Regions from separate parts of the Mus musculus genome. Here all the other regions are linked to region 2. Evidence: chromatin contacts called from public ChIA-PET, HiChIP or PLAC-seq and promoter capture Hi-C data. All regions are on one chromosome and are shown on one strand. Each heading gives the region's core, a stretch centred on a gene start, on an enhancer-like site or on the middle of the called end of the contact. The rest is flanking DNA. Distances are from core to core; before and after follow the strand shown.

Region 1 (2,700 bases), core at 8-2,507, 150 kb after region 2:
CAGACCTCAGACTAGGAACCAGAGTCTAGGATAGGTGGGGTGTGATGGCCTATGTACTAAGGGGGCAGAACTCAGCTTGGCCTACATAGTGAAACCCTGTCTCAAAAAGGAAGGAAGACAGTTAAGGATACATTTTCTCTTCCATACCCTATAGTCTAAAGCAGGGACCCTGGGCTAGTGCTAAAAGCAAATGACCAAGATCAACTGGTACAGAGAACTATCAAAACCCTGTTCCGTTTGGACACCAAGTATTAAGTCTTCAGAAAAAGACCAAGAATCTATTAAGCAATCCTAATGGGGTGTGGGGTTACTGGAAGCTATACCCCAGTGCTACACATTCTGTGACCATCTTATTAGCTGTCCTGGCTCTCTCATTCATTTAATCCTTAGAATATAGCTGCAAGTGTCAAATAAAAGAGATCATAGAAGAGATAGAAAAAGTTTAAGTGGGAAAAAGGCGAATGCTAAGATTTTGAGGACAGCCTGAACTACAGAATGCAATGCTGAAAATTTTAAAATAAGGGGGGAGGGGCACACAGGGGAAGCTAAAGAGATGGCTCAGCAGTTAGCTGCTCTTCCAGAGGTCCTGAGTTCAATGCCCAGCAACTACATAGTGGTTCACAACCACCTGTAATGGAATCTAGATGCCCTCTTCTAGTGTACATAAATAAATCTTTAAAAAAGTAAAATAAAGATCTTGGCCTTTCTCAAGATCATAGCAATTTAGAAGAATATCAGGCATGCCTAGGGTCTTTGAGCCAGAAAGTAGGACTATTTTTTCTGCCTCCCATTGGCAGCCAAAGCAATGCCTATACTTAAGCAGTCTAGTCAAATGGTCCTTGTTACAGATTGCTTATCATATGGACACATCACAGGCATTGATATTTTGCAGGTTTCTTCAGTTATCAGTTGTGACTTTACTACCAACAGGCAAACTAGATCCAAAGAATCAGCCATGATGGTGGTCCTTTCTATCATAAGGGCATGGCTGTTAATACAGTGACAGAAGAGAGCTCTTCAAGACATTAAGACTTTCAACTGCACCTCTACTCAAGAGATGCCCCTCAACATTGCCGACCTCATCCCAGGAGTTGTCCCACTAACTGTCCCGAGGCAGGGTTCAATCCTAGGGTCCCCTTTTCCTTTCTCTTTACAGTCAGTGCCTAAGTGTGCATGTGTGTCAAGGTTGAACTTAGGACTCGCTTGTCAGGACCCTAACACAGAACTAGACACAGGAAGCCTCAAAGCTAGAAAACTTCACTAGGCTTCCCGTTAGTTGGCACGAAATCTCAAAACTTCCCCTTTTTATAAGATACTCTACAACTCGACAAGGCAAGCCTACTTGTTTTTCATTTTGCAAACAGGAATAATCATTCCTGCTGCACACAGAAGTCACCAGGAGTTCATAACATGAAGGACTTCAAGTGCTCAGCAAAGGGATTCTCCTTTAATAGAAGCGGTCTTTTGACAGGGGACAGCAAGCTTCTACAGTCAGTGAGCACAGACAGATACCCTACTGCACGTGATCCATCCTCTGTTCTATTTTGGACAGTACAATGAACCTGCTTCAATTACCAACATGGGGCCTAACTTGGTTGATCTCTACATTCCCCAATCTAACTTGGGAATTTCAGTCACATCTCAGAGCTTGCTATGTTGATCTTCAATACATTTCAATAAATTGAAACCACAATACCATCGTTAATGACTAATTTCTAACTTCATCTACAATCCCTCAACTGGGGCTTTATCAGAATGATACTTAAATACACCACACATTTAAACTCCAATCCAATCAAACTCAATGTTTTGCTTGGTTGATGAGTCCCCTTCTGCTACCCCTTTTTGTTTAAGATAAGGTTTCTCCCACTTTCTTCAACTGGTGCAAGGCACACCTGGATCAGCAGAACGAGACTAGCATTATGCTGAGGGTAGGAGGGAGAAATGAGTACTTGTCTTTAGAAAGCTCCTTAAGAAAATTTGGGCTGGGGAGACAAGTGAACAAGACAGACACAATACTAAAGCACTGTCTAAGCTAAGAGGGCCCTGGACATGAAACTTCTTGCTTTATGACATTTAGCAAGTAACAGGGACAAGTCTTTGTGACAAGCTGGGCGGAAAAAATAAATGGTATTGGGATGGCTAATCTTAGTTGACAACTTTCATTAATCTGGAATCAACTAAAACCCAGAAGCCGGACATGCCTTTGAGGACTTCTGAATTTAATCATTTGAGGTAAGAAAACCCAACTTAAATCTGGGTCATACTTTTTGTTGGCAACCTTCACAAAACCATGAATGAAGGAAGCTTTCTACCTGCCTGCCTGCCCACCCCGAGTCTCCTGCCAGGCGTATCCACCCTGATGCTGAGGCATTCTTTCACTGGTATTAGAGCCTACTTCTTCAGGATTCCAACATAGACTTTACAATTAACAAATTCTTAGCCTTCCTGTTGAAAAAAGTCATTGTTTGACTAGCCAGACCACAGCCTGTAAGACAGACAGACACAGACACACACACCATTTCTATCAGTGCTGTTCCTTTAGAGAACCCTAGCTCAGGTGCAAAAGACAAACTGAGTAACAACATATGGAAACACCTTGCACATCTGAAAAGCCATGTCTTAGGGAAGACAAAATCCCATAGAAATTAGGAGAGGTGCTTTGATGGTTTGAATATGGGAGTATGAGATATCTGAGAA
Region 2 (2,700 bases), core at 148-2,647:
TCTCTCTCTCTCTCTCTCTCTCTCTCTCTCTCTCTCTCTCTCTCTCTTTCTCTCTCTCTCTCAGAGAAGATTTCTCTGTGTAACAGCCCTGGCCTTCCTGGAACTCTGTACTCTAGGTGGCCTTGAACTCACAGAGATCTGCCCACCTCTGCCTCCCAAGTGTTGGGACTAAAGACATGTGCCACCATGCCCAGCTGAATCCATTTCTTAAACTTTTTGAGGGCAAAGAAATAAAGGATCGATTTCCTGGACTTTCCTTTCCTTTCCTTTCCTTTCCTTTCCTTTCCTTTCCTTTTTTCTTTTTTCTTGAGACAGAGTCTCAGGTAACTCAGGCTGGCCTCGGACTCAGTAGCCAGGGGTAACCTGGAACCTTGTGATCTTCCCACCTACACCTCCCCATGCTGGAATGTCAGGTGTGGGCCACCACATATATCCTAGAATTGTTCTGAGCGAGGTTCGAATGAAAACGCTGTTCAATTCAGCGGTCAATGTGGTGAGTCTGAGTTGCTATGGTTTTGGTGTCCCCTCCTTAAATGGTTTCCTTGTTATTATTACTTTATTTTTGCTCTTCCCCTTCCTGGCTGTGTGACACCCAGCAAAAGACTTCCCTTCTCTGAACCTCAACAAGGGAGAGTCTCTGAGTTCCAGTCCAAAATGAGACACAGGAAGTATTTGAGAAATAGCTATTATTTCTGTTATTACTGTTCCTAACCGCGACCTCATGGTGCTGTGGTTGTTTTGGAGGCAGGACCTCATTATCCAGCCTGGGCTCCAACCCACTGTGTAGTCTAGGATGGCCTGGAACTCCTGATCTCCCACCTCCTGCGTGCTGGGATGACAGGCATGACCGGCTACATCTGCTTTACACTTCCTACTTACCAGCACACATCCAGCTTACTGGCAGTGCCAGTGGGGTGCCAGTCAGAGCTGGAGCCCTACCTGGGAAGATAGTAGCTATTGAGGGCCTCCCCAGGGCGAGTGAGATATCAGGAGATGCCTTGGGGTGGGATTCTGGGTTCAAGTCCAAAGACCCTCCCCTACTGCGCAGCCCCCCTCACCCACAAAGGACACGAAGCTGGTCTTGTCAATGAGGATCCAGGTGCCGAAGCAGAAAATCAGGCCGCCTAGTACCTAGGGGAAGAGAAGAAATGAGGCTAGGGCGGATCAAGGGCCACTGTGGCCCTGGAACCCCGGCTGGGTAGCCATGAGTAGACTCACAAAGAAGAAGAGGTTGAAAACGAAGAGGAAGTACTTGATGAGGCTGAGGCAACTCTCTTGGGCGGACATCTTCGCCTAGATGGGGAATGACCCACTCGAGAAACCCAGACAGAAGAGGTGTTGGCCGCAGGGGGGAAGGGGAATAGTGGGCAAAGAAAGACAGAGACTGAGAGGCACAAAGGAAACCGGCAGAGAAAGAGGAAGTTCCGGGGGGGTGGAGCTCCACCCCGCCCTGTTCATTTAGTGACTGTCAGCGGGGGCCCTATCTTCTTCAGGGTTCCATCGAGTGCACAGCAGTACCTGAGGGTCCTTGGAATATGTGGGTGCCAGGGACACAATGGGTTCCTCGCAGGTGTCCATAGCTCAGGCAGGGCGCACAGGGGCTTCTGATGGACTTCCACTCACGTGGGTCCTGGGACTTCAAGGTTGTTTCTGCAGAGTTCAACCTCACAGACACTCTGACCTCACTGGCTACTGGCTCCGCCCCCTGCACCCTGTGATCTTCTGCTTAGCACCCATTAGCCTCGAGCCACCGCGCTGTCTCTGCCTCTCTGTCTCTGTCTCTCTGGGCCTTTGCGGTCTCTGTCCTGTGTGTCTCTTTCCCTGGGTCTCTCTCTTTGCTCTCTTTCTTCTAGAGCAGGTGCTCCGATGTGCTTGGGGGCCAGGGTTGGACCCCTGGGGAAGTGAAAGGGCTGCAGAGGAGGTGTGACAGTCCCAGGAGTGAGGAGGGCAGCGAGGCAGTGCCTGAATATCCGGTGGAGGAAGTGAACCTCAGATGGCACTTCCTACCTCTGCGGAGAAACCTGAGGGGAGGAGGCCCCAGAAAAGCCAGGCACTGGAGTGGGGGTCACTTGAGCATACCTAGCATCTTCAAAGTTTCCTATGATGTGCCCAGAAAGAAGTCCCTGACACTTGTCAAGTCCCCAGTTCCTCACAGATTTCTAATGTGGGAAGTTCCTATCACCTATCTACCCAAAGCCTAGTTCTCTGGGACAGCAGCTGCCTTCTGAGACATGTCTCATCTATTTTCTTTCTGTATGTGTATTTGTATGTGTTAGTGTGTGTGTGTGTGTGTGTGTGTGTGTGTGTGTGTGTGTGCGCGCGCGCGCCTTTGGAGGCCAGAGGACAACATTGGAAGCTGTTCATCTTTTTTTAAAAAAATTTTAACGATGTGTGTGTGTGTGTATGTCTGCGCCACATGGTGCTTATAGAGGGCAGAAGATAGATAAATTTTCGGGACTGGGCCTCTCCTGCCACAGGCTGTGCTCCAAGGCAGGTTCTGCCATCTCCAATAAGCCAAGTAAAAGAACCAAATTTCTAGAGGAAACAGAAAAAGGTTTACACACAGTGTGGTCACATTTAGAAGGGCACAAAGCGATCTGGTGATCCCCTTCAATTCATTTTTGGGGTCCCTCACTGAGACTGAGGTGTAAATAGAAGGCTAATGTTATGCATGTCTATGCAGTCCACCATGCGGTCCTA
Region 3 (2,700 bases), core at 19-2,518, 250 kb after region 2:
GACAGCCAATTGGAGGCTATGTGTGAGGTCTATCTCAAAAGCCCAAGTGGCCAAGCATGCTTGCCTACACCTTTAATCCCAGTGCTTACAAACTGGAAGCCAAGGCAGGTGGATCTCTGAGAATCTGAAGCCAGCCTGGTCTACATAATAAAGTTTCAGGCCAGCCAGGGCTATACAGTGAGTGAGACCGTCTCTCAAAATAAAATAAAAGTGTGGGATTCAGCTCGGCGGAGCTTTTGCCTAATGTGTGAGAGGCCTTGGGTTCCATATCCAGTATCGCAAAATAAACAAGTAAATAAATTCTTACCAGATTTTCTAGCCTTGGGAGAAACTTAAAACTTAGCCTTGGCTAAGCACAGATTAATATTGTTCAGCCAGTCTCGGGTCACGTGTAAGCCTATTAACTGTCTCCTAACCAGGCCGAGCCTGAGCCTTTCCAAAGACCACCCCTGCAGCCCAGTGCATCTGTAGGCAAGAAGCAGTGCCTAGCTCTGCCCCCACCTCCCTGGTCCAGGCCACTCACCCACGTTTGGGTCCTTGGCCAGTTCCTCATAAGAGCCATAGGCCTTGGGGATGTTGAATTTCTGTGCGAACTCCTCGGCCCGGTTCAGGTCCCTCGCAGCTACCGCTACCACCTAGCGTGGGATTCAAAGGGTTGAGATGTGGAAGACAAAGTAGACGAGCTATGGAGGAGGCTGCAGTGGGGAGCATCTAGCCTCCTCCAAGATGGCTAGGGAAGGTATTACTGGTGGGGAGGGGAAGCAGATTGGGGGGGGGGGCAGACTTAGGCTGTGCTTGGTACATGGCAAGACTGAATAGAGAGGAAAGGGGAGTCTGTAAGCAAGCCCAGGATCCTCCCCGACTGCCCCATGGCTTCGCCTCCCAGCAGCTGATACCTACCCCCTGCAAACCGCGAGCCCCTCAGACTGGGGCGCATAGGAGGTGTGAGCTGAAAACAAATCTCTTATGGCCTTGGGGACCAGAAGGGTCCCCTTCTCTTCTCAGAGTCACTGCCTTAGACCTAGGGACTCTCCTCCCTCACACTCGGGGCTCCCTCGTTCCTCGGACTAGGGACTCTTTCTTAGACCCTCGGCTCCACTCCTCCCTCGGACCCAGTGTCTTCCAAGGGACGTGCACCTGGTGCTCCGAGGAAGGCAGTGAGCTCAGCACGGTGGTAAAGTCGTTGGCAATTAAGCCAGCCGACACGATGCCCCAGCGCAGCGCCATTTTGCACGTCTTCTGCCTGCGGGGGCCGGAGGCGGGGCCAACGCCACCCCGCGCTGCAAGCCGCCCGCTTCCCTTTGACCCTCAGGACACGACCTCAGGACGTGAAACCGCAATCTCTCCACCCGTCTCCTCCTTCCCCTCCTCCCTGCGCCCGCCCTTCTCCCTCCCTCCTTCTCCTTCTCCTTCTTCTCAGTGCCTAACTCTTGCCCAAGCTGGCCTGCAATTCACAATATATATATATAGCCAAGGCTGCTTGCTGACCATAAACTCAAGGCAATCCTCCTGCCTCAGCTCCTTGAGTGCAGCAATACAGGCATACACCACCGTGCCTGTCTTTCAAGTTGCCTTTTTACTTTTTATTTTGAGATGGGGATTTGCTATTGTTATCAATTAGTCTGTGGGGCCCGGGCGTGGTGGCGCACGCCTTTGATCCCAGCACTCTGGAGGCAGAAGCCGGCGAATTTCTGAGTTCGAGGCCAGCCTGGTCTACAGAGTGAGTTCCAGGACTGCCAGGGCTACACAGAGAAACCCTATCTCGAAAAAAAAGCCAATAAAATAAAATAAAATAAAATAGTCTGTGGTCTCAAGAAAATGACCACAGGATCCAAAGTATTTCTGACAAAGCAAACGTTTTACTTCTGGAGAGGACCCAAGTTCTGTCCACTTGGCAGCTCGAAACCATCTTCCAGGATATCCAGTGCCGCCTTCTGTCCTCTGAGGGCACCAGGCATGCACATGGTGGGCATGCATGCATACAGACAAAACTCTTCAACGCATAAAATAAATTAGGAAGGAAGGAAGGAAGAAAAAGAAAATATGGAGGAGGAGGATTCCTTGGAACCAGAGTTGCAGGTGGCTGTGAGCCGTTCATTATATAGATGCTGGGAAGAACAGTAGATGCTCTTAACCTGAGCCCTCTCTCCACCCCCCAGATTATGTCTTTACAAGTCTCTTTAATGATGGAACTTGATTTATCTCACTTGCCGTCGAGAGGGGAAAGAATGTGCACCTTACTGATAATAGCTCCTCTTCACTTACAGCCCAGTTTCATTCTCTCTCGTCTGATCCACTGAACACTGACTGACTGTGCCCAGGTGTTCACAAGTCTCCTATTTAGTAAGGCATAGGAGGCTAATCAGTTATTGTGCTTAACTGATTGAACTAAGTGGCGGCGAGGCAACAGGGACTTTCAGCACTGGAGCGAGGGAAGCCAGGGCTGAGGTCACCTTCTCCTCCCATCTTCACGTAAGCCTTTGCCAGGAAAGACCGTTCCCTGTCACAGGCGCCACAGGTACACGTGCTTAAGATAGCAATCCTCCTGCCTCAGCTTCCCAAGCAGCTCGTACGGACAGGCCTGGATCACAGGCCTCAGAGCTGGTCCTGTGTCCTGTGACCCCTGGAGTTAGGGACAGAGTTGTCTTCCATGTCCTTCTGTTTCTTCTTGGCTTAGCCCTGGACCTCTCTGGGGGTCAC
Region 4 (2,700 bases), core at 193-2,692, 170 kb after region 2:
GGCAACTTAGCAAGACTTTGTCTCAAGATAAAAATGAAGGAAAATGGTCTGGAGAAGTATCTGGACAATAGGGCACTCCTCTAGTCAGGTAGTCACTGAACGTCTTTCTATCACCTTCCACGTTATTATTTGAAGACTGGCTGGCCATTAAATCCAGGGATCATCCTGTCTGGGTCTCCATGACCAGACTTTTTTTTTTTAAAAGATTTATTTATGTATTATATGTAAGTACACTCCAGAAGAGGGAGTCAGATCTTGTTACGGATGGTTGTGAGCCACCATGTGGTTGCTGGGATTTGAACTCCGGACCTTCGGAAGAGCAGTCGGGTGCTCTTACCCACTGAGCCATCTCACCAGCCCATGACCAGACTTTTTAAAGACACGATCTCACCAGACTGGCCTACACAGAGAAACTCTTTGTCGAAAAAATAAAAAACAACAAAACGACAAGATCCCACCATGTAGCCCTGACTGGCCTGGAAATTTATGGGCAGACCAGGCTGGCCTCAAATCCACAGGTTGGCTTGCCTCTGCTTCCAGAGTATTGGGATTAAAGGCGTGTGACACTACCCATGTTCTCACAACTTACTTAGGGCGATGGGGGGCGGGGGGAGGGCAGAGGCAGGAGGATCTCAGAAGTCCCCAAAAGAAAGCTGGGAAGGGAAAGGCCAGGTTTAGCTGGGAGACCTCTTGGTGCAGGTCTCCATCCGGCCGGCAGAGGGCGCGCGAGATCCCTTTCCCCGAAAGTGACTATAACACCCTACCCCATAAGAAGGGACTATTTTTTACTTAGTGTCATTAGACACCGGTGGCTGGAAGGCCATCTTCTGTCTGTCCTTCGGCTCCCGACAGTGACCCTACGCATCTTCCAGGCCGACTCTAGACCCTTCCAGGCAAGTCCCGCCTCCTTTGGCGCCATTCTTGGCTTCAGCCCAGGTTTTATTAATCTCAAAACACCTACATAAAGTCTAAATTCAAACTCCGGGACTCTCAGTGGCCAAGGATCCGGCGCACATGGGCAACAGTTTACAGTTGCAAAAGAGGCTCCAAGAACTCCTCAAGCACCAGGGCCGCTGCGGAGCTCCTTAGGCATGGTAATTAGAGACACAAAGGAATAAACACGTGAGGCCAGACACACAAAACGATGTTCATTCATTGAAAGGTACTAGGAGAGAAAGAAAGCCAGCAACAAATCCAGATGTGGTGGTACACATCTGTCATCCCAGCAATCGGGAGGCAGAAGCAAGAGTACTGCAATACTGAGCCAGTCTGACATACATACCCAAACCCAGTGTCTGGAAAAAAATAATAAAAGGCAGAGAGATACAGAGGCTCCCAGCAGAGAGCAAGATGTGGACAACTGGTTAAGGGGATACACCCCCCACCCTCCAGGAGGATGGACAAGAGACAGAAAGACTGGAAATGGAAAAGGGAAACTGATGCTGCAGATAGTCTCGGGTGGCTCATGACTGTCACCCGGGCAATCCGAAGGATGAGGCAGAGGATTGCCACAAGTTCGCGGTCAGCTTAAATGACAGGCTGAGGAGACTGTCTAAATAACAAACAAACAAATAAATAGCCATGATGCCATACGCCTGCAATCCCAGCATTTGGGAGGTGGAGGCAGGAGGATCATAAATTCAAGGTCAGTTCAGCTACATAAGACCTCGGGTCATGAATCCAAAAGCCAAACAAATAAAATAGATGACTACAAGGGAAAGCTCAAGAGATCCACGGAAAAGCGCCGGGTGGCAGTGTTTCCACAGGTGTGGGAACGGCAGAGGGCGCCCCTAGCCCCGCGGGGGTAACACCGCCCCCTCCCCCGCGCCCTGGCCGGACTTTCCATGCTATTTTTACCCGCCGACACCGGACACCCGACTGGGGTGGCTGCGGCGTCGGGGCCACACGTCCGTTCACCGGTCGCCCGGGCTGTGCGCGCCATGGAGCCACGGTGCCCGCCGCCCTGCGGCTGCTGCGAGCGGCTGGTGCTCAACGTGGCCGGGTTGCGCTTCGAGACCCGCGCGCGCACGCTCGGCCGCTTCCCGGACACGCTGCTGGGGGACCCGGTGCGCCGCAGCCGCTTCTACGACGGCGCGCGCCGCGAGTATTTCTTCGACCGACACCGGCCCAGCTTCGATGCGGTGCTCTACTACTACCAGTCGGGCGGCCGGCTGAGACGGCCGGCGCACGTGCCCCTCGACGTCTTCCTGGAGGAGGTGTCCTTCTACGGGCTGGGCGCGGCGGCGCTGGCGCGGCTGCGGGAGGACGAGGGCTGCGCGGTGCCGCCCGAGCGGCCGCTGCCCCGCCGCGCCTTTGCGCGTCAGCTCTGGCTGCTCTTCGAATTTCCTGAGAGCTCGCAGGCTGCGCGCGTGCTCGCCGTGGTCTCCGTACTCGTCATCCTGGTCTCCATCGTGGTCTTTTGCCTCGAGACACTGCCAGACTTCCGCGACGACCGCGATGACCCGGGGCTCGCGCCCGTAGCCGCTGCTACTGGCCCGGTGAGGGGCGGGGATTTGGGGAGGTCCAGGGCGGGGCCTGGGAAGACCTGGCCAGTCAGAAGGTGTGGCAAGGGGCAGGAGGATGGAAGCCCTTTAAAAACAAAAACAAAAACAAAAACAAAACAAAAAAAAAAAAAAAACAAAGATGTAAGCTGGGTATGGTTCTTCATACGAGAATCCTAGCAAGGAGACAGAACGATTG
Region 5 (2,700 bases), core at 49-2,548, 200 kb after region 2:
TCTCTGTGTAACCCTTGGCTGTCCTGGAACTGGCTCTGTAGACCAGGCTATCCTCAGACTCACAGAGATCCACCTGCCTCTGCCTCCCAAGTGCAGGCTTTCACTACCATGCCTGACATCTAGGATTCTGAATACATTGTTGCCTTCTCTACTAGCTTCTAAAGCCACAATGAAGCTCCTTCCTCAGTGGTCAATACACTTCCTCCACATCCAGGAGTCCAGGTCCAGCCCTCTTCTATTAGGCCCAGGCACCCTCCCTAGCCCTCCTCCTCCTCCAAACCAGGCCTCATCCACTGTGATCGTCCCTCCGATCTAGGGATTCAGGCTCTAGCCTGCCTACCTCAAACACAAAGGTGCACACACCAGCCTGCTTCCCTCAGACCCTGGTATCCTCTCCTCCCAACACTTCCCACAGATCCATGTGTCCTCCCAAGCCCTCCTTGGCGACTTCCTCAGCCCCCTTCCGTCAGATTCATGCATTCTCCTCTGCTCTCTTCCTTTAGACACATGCATTCTCCTCTGTATCCATTGCTCAGACTCGGTGTCCTCAGCATCCTCCCTCTGACTCGGGAGTACTCCCCAGACCTCCTCCGTCAAACCAGGCATCTTCCTTATCACTCCTCCCTCAGATACAAGAGTCCTCTCCAGCTCCCTCCTTCAGACTCTCTAAGAAGGGTCATTGTCGGTCCTCCACATGCACCCAACACTTACCACGGTTGCCATGATGCACACCAACCGCCAATGCCTCAGCGGAAACGGAAATCGGCTAGGAGCGCGGTCTTTATCCTCTCTAGGCTCCCGGTCATCCAGTCATCTCTATGGCCCATAAGATATATAAAATTCCTGTAGGGGGCGTACACTAGGCCGCGCCCAGCCCGCGAGGCTAAATTGGAAAGCCGGTGTTCTGAATCCCGGGTGGGTTCCTGACGTCTCTTGCTCCTCCTCCTCTTACCTAGCCTCCTCCCCCCTCCTTCCCCCCCGCCCTGCAACTGCTAAGTCCGATTGCAAAATTCTGAGCACATTTTGTAGCAACCACACGTCCTCCACGATCCCTTCCCTCTCTGTCCAACCTTCCTCACCAAATTGGGCCTACAGCTGAGATTGACAGCTCTGTTCACCAATCACTTCCATGCTGCGTAGAAACAAGCCCCGCCCCCGCAGCTCCCCAGGAGCCTCTGGCCAAGGAAACTGGATTCTATCCGCCAATAAGTAGACGCAATAGCCCCCGCCCCCCAGCCGCCGACCAATCGTGCTAGACCAGCAGGGTGGGCAGTGCCTCCTGGCGGCCACGAGGCTTCACTGCAGCTGCCCGCCCGATTCAGTGTCTCAGCTCACCCTACCTGAGTCGGAGCGCTCTGGGGCGGGGGTGCGGTCGTGCAATAGGAAGCGGAGCGCCTTGCAAGCTTCCCCTGGGACACCCGCTAACTCTACCGGTCACCAAGTCTGCTGCGTTCCCAGCCGATCTCTCTGGTTTCCAGTTTTGGTGCTCGAAGTCCCCTGCCCGCAGTAGCCATGCCTCTCAGCCGCAGTCTCTCTGTGTCCTCGCTTCCAGGATTGGAAGACTGGGAGGATGAATTCGACCCCGAGAACGCAGTGCTTTTCGAGGTGGCCTGGGAGGTGGCCAACAAGGGTGAGAACGTCAGCGTTGGTCCCTTGACCAAGAAGGGCAGGCGAGGATGGGGCCCCGAAACTCCGTTTCAGACGGGAAAAGAGTTACGTGGAGGAGTCTTGGGTCCTGGGAAAAGCGCCTGTGACTTCTGTGTCCTTGTGAAGGGGCTGGAGTAGGCGTCCTAGGCCCTGGGGGGAAGGGACAAGAGACTACTCTTAAGATGGAAGGAGGCTTCAGGTTCTGCAATCTAGGGAAGAGGGCACTCAGAGAAAGATTCCTGGGTCTTGAAGGGAGGTTTTCGAGGGCCGAGAGACCTGAGATCTAAAAGTGGAAGGAGTTAGTGCATCTAAGCCCAAGGAACACTGGAGCTTTTGGGTCTGTGGTCCAGAGGACGTGACTGTGGAGTTGGGGTGTTCCTAAAGGTTGGGATTCATGGATTTTTCAGGGGGCATAGCGGACCTGAACCAGTGTAAAGCCAAGAGGGGCTTGGAGACTCAAATTCTTAGATACAAGGTGGGAAAGAGTTGGGAACTTGAATGTCGAGTTTGAAGGAGCCCAGGGCCTAAGTCCTGGCTTCCTATGTAGTGAGGTGCCTCCCTCCCTGTGGACTGGGAAAGCTGGAAGTCCTAAGTTGGTCAGGAGCTGGGCCCTAGGATGGGAGGAACCCACCCACAGTATGTATGGGAGATCACTAGCTTCTCGCTCATGAGAAGGCTGGGCTGGGAATCCCAGCAGCTGGGCCTTGTGGATCTGAACATTTCCTTTTCTGGATCCTGGGGAGAAAGAGACTAGGTCTCTCAGCATGTTGGGAGATGGCAGACTCAATGCTGTGTACTACCAGGGTACCAGTTTCAGGTGAGAAGGCTGAGGACCCAGATTCCTAAATCTGAGGTGGGGTCACAGGAGGAGCAGGGCCCAGCAGTCCCTGTGTCCCAGCCCAGGGCTAGCATCGTTAGGGGCCCTGAAGGTGTGGAATAATAAGTCAAGCTTCCCTCAGGTAACTGGGTAGCTGGATAGGGCCATGTACCATTTTTCCCACTGCATCTGAAAGTCAAGAGCTTTAGAGCCTTCCTGCTCCTAATTCTCTAAGA

What was found. Promoter capture Hi-C pulls out the DNA fragments that hold promoters and counts their contacts. ChIA-PET counts read pairs in DNA pulled down with a chosen protein or histone mark. HiChIP or PLAC-seq counts read pairs in DNA pulled down with a chosen protein or histone mark. Capture Hi-C pulls out chosen DNA fragments and counts their contacts.
Region 1: an H3K4me3 HiChIP or PLAC-seq map of bone marrow-derived macrophages shows a contact between it and region 2, with 3 times the contacts expected there. The contact joins the enhancer-like site here to the promoter of Cd37 in region 2. A contact is called at or near these places in 15 of 39 promoter capture datasets (the 3T3-L1 cell line, 3T3-L1-derived adipocytes, the C10 cell line and 11 more), 5 of 484 Hi-C or Micro-C datasets (CD4 T cells, bone marrow-derived macrophages, differentiating embryonic stem cells and 2 more), 9 of 115 datasets of contacts at active chromatin or transcription factors (the 230-238 cell line, the SCID.adh cell line, bone marrow-derived macrophages and 5 more) and 3 of 9 other capture datasets (adipose tissue, liver and pancreatic islet).
Region 3: an RNA polymerase II ChIA-PET map of memory CD8 T cells shows a contact between it and region 2, with 11 read pairs. The contact joins the promoter of Dhdh here to the promoter of Cd37 in region 2. A contact is called at or near these places in 2 of 39 promoter capture datasets (cranial neural crest and stem cell-derived epiblast-like cells), 2 of 115 datasets of contacts at active chromatin or transcription factors (embryonic stem cells and memory CD8 T cells) and 2 of 9 other capture datasets (adipose tissue and liver).
Region 4: a promoter capture Hi-C map of stem cell-derived epiblast-like cells shows a contact between it and region 2, with 3 times the contacts expected there. The contact joins the promoter of Kcna7 here to the promoter of Cd37 in region 2. A contact is called at or near these places in 15 of 39 promoter capture datasets (the 3T3-L1 cell line, 3T3-L1-derived adipocytes, the C10 cell line and 12 more), 8 of 484 Hi-C or Micro-C datasets (CD4 T cells, bone marrow-derived macrophages, differentiating embryonic stem cells and 4 more), 11 of 115 datasets of contacts at active chromatin or transcription factors (the 230-238 cell line, the SCID.adh cell line, bone marrow-derived macrophages and 5 more) and 5 of 9 other capture datasets (adipose tissue, embryonic stem cells, liver and 2 more).
Region 5: a promoter capture Hi-C map of adipose tissue shows a contact between it and region 2. The contact joins the promoter of Gys1 here to the promoter of Cd37 in region 2. A contact is called at or near these places in 12 of 39 promoter capture datasets (the C10 cell line, cranial neural crest, embryonic stem cells and 8 more), 5 of 484 Hi-C or Micro-C datasets (bone marrow-derived macrophages, embryonic stem cells, nephron progenitors and 1 more), 11 of 115 datasets of contacts at active chromatin or transcription factors (the SCID.adh cell line, acute myeloid leukemia, bone marrow-derived macrophages and 5 more) and 5 of 9 other capture datasets (adipose tissue, embryonic stem cells, liver and 2 more).

The regions. Positions count from the first base shown.
Region 1 is chr7:45,387,879-45,390,578 of GRCm38.p6, forward strand. All of the region lies in intron 4 of Snrnp70 (small nuclear ribonucleoprotein 70 (U1)), which reads right to left. Among named protein-coding and RNA genes, the nearest start is that of Snrnp70, 6.5 kb to the right of the region's middle. Within about 2 kb of position 1,258, at least 11 of the 459 cell types and tissues checked have an H3K27ac peak or open chromatin away from gene starts, as enhancers often do. A contact at or near this core is called in the HPC-7 cell line and bone marrow-derived macrophages, where this site is marked.
Region 2 is chr7:45,237,442-45,240,141 of GRCm38.p6, forward strand. Cd37 (CD37 antigen) reads right to left here and starts at 1,398. Exons shown (of 8, transcript NM_007645.4): 1 at 1,219-1,398; 2 at 1,059-1,131. The coding sequence starts at 1,287.
Region 3 is chr7:45,487,537-45,490,236 of GRCm38.p6, forward strand. It overlaps Dhdh (dihydrodiol dehydrogenase (dimeric)), which reads right to left and starts at 1,269. Exons shown (of 7, transcript NM_027903.4): 1 at 1,138-1,269; 2 at 524-635. The coding sequence starts at 1,227. It also overlaps a transcript of Tulp2 not described here.
Region 4 is chr7:45,404,518-45,407,217 of GRCm38.p6, forward strand. Kcna7 (potassium voltage-gated channel, shaker-related subfamily, member 7) reads left to right here and starts at 1,443. Exons shown (of 2, transcript NM_010596.2): 1 at 1,443-2,498. The coding sequence starts at 1,845.
Region 5 is chr7:45,433,541-45,436,240 of GRCm38.p6, forward strand. Gys1 (glycogen synthase 1, muscle) reads left to right here and starts at 1,299. Exons shown (of 16, transcript NM_030678.3): 1 at 1,299-1,630. The coding sequence starts at 1,513. It overlaps Ruvbl2 (RuvB-like protein 2), which reads right to left and starts at 924. Exons shown (of 15, transcript NM_011304.3): 1 at 712-924. The coding sequence starts at 723.